Linked DNA regions of Rattus norvegicus: region 2 is linked to region 1. A link is a contact called in public Hi-C data. All regions are on one chromosome and are shown on one strand. The core of a region is the stretch at or near the end of the contact, and the rest is flanking DNA. Distances in the headings are between cores, read along the strand shown. Region 1 has its middle 85 kb from the start of Pcgf5. Region 2 holds the start of Pcgf5 (polycomb group ring finger 5).

What was found. Hi-C and Micro-C count contacts between places; a contact is called where the count stands out from the background.
Region 2: a contact with region 1 is called in a Hi-C map of psoas muscle, with 2.8 times the contacts expected there. The contact joins the promoter of Pcgf5 here to the enhancer-like site in region 1. A contact is called at or near these places in 2 of 12 Hi-C or Micro-C datasets (Schwann cells and psoas muscle).

Annotation. Positions count from the first base shown.
Region 1 is chr1:243,390,356-243,393,055 of GRCr8, reverse strand. No RefSeq gene overlaps it. Among named protein-coding and RNA genes, the nearest start is that of Pcgf5, 85 kb to the left of the region's middle. Within about 2 kb of position 1,430, at least 10 of the 93 cell types and tissues checked have an H3K27ac peak or open chromatin away from gene starts, as enhancers often do.
Region 2 is chr1:243,475,170-243,477,869 of GRCr8, reverse strand. It overlaps Pcgf5 (polycomb group ring finger 5), which reads right to left and starts at 1,419. Exons shown (of 9, transcript NM_001129882.1): 1 at 1,284-1,419.

The DNA of each region.
Region 1 (2,700 bases), core at 181-2,680:
CACACACACACACACACACACACACACCTGCTACCTTTAGATTTCCTTATGGTTTTCACCAAACTTGGTCTATTATTTCTTCAAATACTTTTCTGTTTTACAGACTCCAGTTACAGTTATGCTAAGCTGTTTAAAGTGCATACAGCTCACTTGTGGTTTTTTCTTTTTTTCCCAGACTCCTCTTCCTCTCCTCTCCTTCCCTTCCCCCTCCCCCCTTCCCTTTCCTTTTACCTCCCTCCCTCTCGCTTTCTGAAACAGGTCTCACTATGTGTTGTGGCCGGCCTTGAATTTATGGAATCCTCCTGCCTCAGCCTCTCGAAGGCTGGGCCCCCCTTCAGCTCTACTGACGTCTACAGGTTCCTCATTCCGTCTCATTGTCCTCTGTCCTTATTCCTGTTTTCAAATGCACTCATCTTTTCTTCCGCACTTGTTCCCATCTCGAGATGTCCATCTGGAGTGCTTTTCTTATTTTTCTACGAATCTATTTAATTTTAATATAAAGAATATTAAATATTAATCAATGAACATAAAGGATTTAGTTATAGTAGCTGTCATAGTGGCTTTGCTAATCGTAATGATTGTGGAAGTTCTGAATTAGCTTTAATTATGTCTCTCCTCCTGGATTGTATTTCCCTCCTTTGTATGGTTGACAACTTTGGAGAAGATCGGAGATATTGGAAAACTTTTTTTTTCTAGTATATGACTGTGTTTTTTGGAAAGTCTCTTCTGTGTGTGGACCCCATGCTTAGTGAATCTGTTCTGGGTGGTAGTTGCTGGGTGCTGTTCATTGCAGATCCTTTCTGTGGTTCTTTGACTGGCCTCATGCAGTTCCTTGTCATGCCATCACTGACCAGAATAAACTGAATGCACAAGAAGACTGTTTTATTTCTTCCTTAGTATTGTACATTACAAACTCAAGTTGCTTTTTCTCAGGCTCTCAATCCCATCCCTCAGTTCGGGGAGAGGGCCACCTCGACCTCCTGCTTCCTGTCTTGAGCGGCAATCCTACCCCTCAGCTCTGTAAGAAGAACCAAATCCACCTCCTGTTTCTTTTCTGGAGTTGCAGCCTTGTGGAGCCTTGATTAAGAAGTCGAGGCATTAACTAGGCTTACTTTTTTCATAACCTCTTGAATCTTTTATTCCCTGATGTTCAATGTCTTAAAACAGATATCTCATACAGTTTGTCCATTTTCTTTGCTGTGGGAAGACTCCTTGCATATATTTCCAAAACGGAGTCATCATGGAGTGGAAAGGACTGAGTCATCTCAGAAGGAGACTGTGGTAGTGTACTTTGGGAGAACTAGTTGACGGTCTCAGAGCCTTCTTTGACAGGACTCTCTTTCCCACAGAACTTAGATGAAGATGACACCGTAGCAGCTGGTCTGCTCCGTACTTATCACAGACAGATTTATAGCCATGTTCCCTGCCACCCTCTGTGGGAATTAAAGGGAATGATAAGTCCATCAGCTGACTCCAGTCAGCAAAGCTTCCAGGCATCCCTGACACATCCAATTTATGAGTTGAAAATTCCACAGGCTTTGGAACCAAGCTGCCATTCCCAACTGAAGTAAATAGGAATTAGTTTGTGGGTCTGAAGTTTTGTTTCCCAGCCTGGCACCTCTTGCAAAACTAAAAATATCAGTGCCTGGTGCTACTGGAGAATGCCAACTGATACTGTGAGCTGGAGGACCGTGCTCCCTGGCAGGCTGCCGTTGCCGATGGGGAAATCATTCCCGTGTGATAAGGCAACAACTGACGCTGTCCCGGTGGCTGAGATTAAAGTGGACTCTGCCTTGTAACAGTAGTGCTTCAAGCTTCACACAGCAGTCATTTTTTTTTTTTGCTAAATACTCATATGCTAATTTATTCTTTCATGGGCCTCATCTGAAATCAGAGGGTTTAGGCACGAACCATTTCCCGTTTGCCAAATAAATATTGGTAGGCTCTGGCTGAGTAGTTCAGGGGTCGAGGGAAGGATGAATCTGTAATCAACCCGATAAAGCCTCTGTGTGTTCTGCTGAAGGGAGATAGATGCTGAGGCCTAGGGGGAGTATCAGTTTAAGCTCTAATTTGGGGTTCGGGGTTACATTTTTCCTAAGCTGGTGATGCTAAGGTGATGCTGGAAATCTGGGACTCCCAGTGGAGTTTGAGGTGGAGGACACGCTAGTGCCCAGGATATCCCAGTTTGACACTTTGAAGCCCAGCTAATTATGTTGAGAGAAAAGTAAACAACAGACACACAAGAATAGGGAAGCTACCTAGCCCTGGAGACCTTGTCTTTAGGAAGAGCATGCCCCTGCCTTGCTTTTCCTAATTAGCCTTGCCACAGACACAAATACCTTTGCTCTGCAGCTTAATCTGAGGTAGCCCTTCACTAACACTGTTACTGCTTTCAGGGTTAGCAAAGCTGAAACTCAAACAAACTAGGTTTGGCCACCCATACCCAGCAGGCCACTTAAAAAAAAGTAATATTTTTTTATGAGGTCTCACCTGTCAATTGTAAGACTTAATATCTGGGCAAATAGAGTCTTACTTAGGAAGCCCTTCCTTACCACCATATCATGCAGGATTCTGCCTATGTTTTCTTCTAGCAGTTTTAGCACTTCTGGTTTCACATTGAGGTTTGGAGTTGGATTTTGCGCAGGGAGATAGGGTGTCTAGTTTCATTCTTCTATACATAGATGCCTAGTTTAAGAGCTA
Region 2 (2,700 bases), core at 170-2,669, 85 kb before region 1:
ATATCATCTACTTAAGGGACCAGTTGTTTAAGATCGACTTACTTTTAAGGATTCTGCTAATTACTTGGCAACTGCTGAAGTAGACGCAATTACTAGAATTCCAACCAAGCTGCAGACCTCCCTCACTTGACACTATTCAAATTGTGAATGGGACTGGACCGGGCCCTGTAGCGAATCAGCGTCTCCACTGCCACATTAACCCAGCCAGGTGGAATCGTGTTACCCTTCCAGAAAACGCGTAGCAAGGCTAGGGAAGATGGGGAGCCCTACACCCTAAAGTTACTGTGGCAGGTTTAAATTAAAAAAAAAAAAAAAAACCAACCTCGCCACCCTCTCTCATGAACTCCCCCGCCCCTCCGGGCGTCATCCCTCGCAGAAGGGCGGCCCACAGCGAGTACGCGCGCGCGTGTGGAGCCCGCGTGAATCATCGGAGCGCGGTCCACCGGGGCAATGATTCATTCACCGCTCCGGAGCTCACAGCCACACGTTCCCGGCGTACTATGACGGCCGCACACGCAGCTTCCTTAATATTAAACAAATGTTTCAAAGTACGGACGCCTGCTGCGAGAGATGCGGAGAGCCGGGCAAGGTGGCGGGGAGCGAGCGTCCCGGGGCAGGCAGGGGCGCGGAAGGCAGGGTTGGCTCCAACCCGACCCCCGAGGCGTGCGGTGGTGCACAGGTGGGTCCCCGCCGCCCTCGCCGCCGCGCTCCCGATCGCCCCTCTGCTCTCCGTGGCATCTTATATAATAGCCCCAGCCGATCCAAACGGAAGCGGGGTGCGCGCTGCCGGGGCCGCCCGGCAGAGGTGCTCACTCCCGGAGCCCGAGGGGCTCCCCACGCAGCTTCCAGGAGAGGGGAGAAAGGCCCCGAGCGCCCGCCCCGAGCGTCCCCTCGCGAAGGCACTCGATCGTGGCCGGTCCCCTTCAGGAAGCCGCGAGCGTCACCAACTGCGTCAGCTTCTTCAAACACCGTGCCCTGCTCTCTCCAGCCCGGGAGCCGCCGCCGTGGGGCCGGGGCCGCGGGCCGCGCTGGCAAGCGCGCCTCAGGGGAGGAGAAAGTTCCCCGGGACCCTCCCGTCGCCCGCCCGGCCCAGCCGCGCCGCCAGCACCGGTTCCCTGGCGTGGGCAACTTGGGACCCCCGGCTGCGCGCGACCCCTGCTGCCCGCCGAGCTCGCACGGCGGCGCCCGCCGGGATCTCACCCCGGGCCCAGCGGAAGATCGGCCGCACTATAAAAACTTCCCCAAACCGGGAAGCCTCCCGGGTCCCCGAGCATCGCTCTTACCTAGCTCTCGGGAGGCCACGTTCCGGGCGGGCCGCACGGGGCGCGTGGTGCACGAGCGCGCGCGCGTGGGGCGGTAGGTGAGCAGCCCGAGCGGGCGGGGCGGAGCAGGACCGGGTGGCGAGGCGCGAGCCGCGCGGGCGGGAGGTCCGGGTGGCCCCGCGGCGAGAGGGCGGGGGAAAGGACGACGGCAGCCGAGCCCGCGGTGACCGTGACGGTGGCGGCGGAGGCGACGGCGTTGGGCGCGGGGCGAGCGCGCCAAGGGGGCGGAGGAGTTGCCAGAGGGTTTGTTTACGCATTGCTGCCCGGCTCGGGGCACAGCCCGCATTCCCTGATTGGACACAAACTGGGGCACAGCCTCTCGCCGCCGCCCGCCAGGCCTTCTGGAGCAGCCACCGCCGCCGCTGCGTAGCTCCCGGAGCGCCTGCCGGGCACAGCCCACCGCGGTGCCTGGGCTTGGAGGGGAACGTTAAGGGTGGTGGGCAGGGTAGGCGTGGAGTGAAGCAGGCTCCTGGCGCCTGGAGCAGCCCACCTGTAGTAGTGCGACCTTGGCAAGGAGAAACTTGAAACTTCTCTGGCTTGGAGACTGCCTATGCTCCAGGGGCTGATTAGATACCCTACTCCATCCCCTCCACCCCAACCCCCATCAGGAAACTTGCCTTGAGCAGATAGAAAAGCAGCCCAAATGCTTACTGTCTTTGGTCAAGTCGAGGCTTCTTGTGGAAACTGGCCACAGTACTTCTCTGTCTCCCGCTTCCTTGCTTTTAATCTCGTAGCTTCCATGTGACATCCAAAAGTTGTCCCTCCCAGAAGTGCAGAACTGACCTCTCCCCCCTGATACTGAGCACCCTCTGAGACTTCCCATGATCTCAGCTTCCTTCACAGCAGGACTTCCATATCTTCAGCCTTCTTTCTACTGCCCAACTGTCACCTCAGAACCTGAGGCTAAATACCATGCCTCAATGCTTTGGCAGGTTTGCATTGCCTGGATCCTGTTCTGTTCTCTGCCAGAGAGCACAGGGCTTCCCTCTACCTGTTCATGTGTTCCCGATCTCAGCTTTCTCCTTCCTCCTACCACAGCAGTGTGTCTTCTGGACTCCCTGGTGACTGACATCAGTCTGACTTGGGGATCGGTCTCTATCCTGGGCAAACCTCCCCCATCATTCTGTAAATTTCTTGAGGAAAGTGGCCAGGTTTCACCAGGTCTCCAGCAACCTGGAAGAAATGAAACTGAAAATAATCCTGTGTTGTCTCAGTGTCTGTCATTCTGCTGGGCCTGAATCTCAGACGTACTGACAGCACAGAACCCATCTTGTCAAAAGCAAACGTTGTGACACCCAAGTGTGCCCTTCATATTTCCTGTCTCTGTACGCACTCCCCACATCCAATTATGGGCCTCCGTACTCACAATGGGTCATCA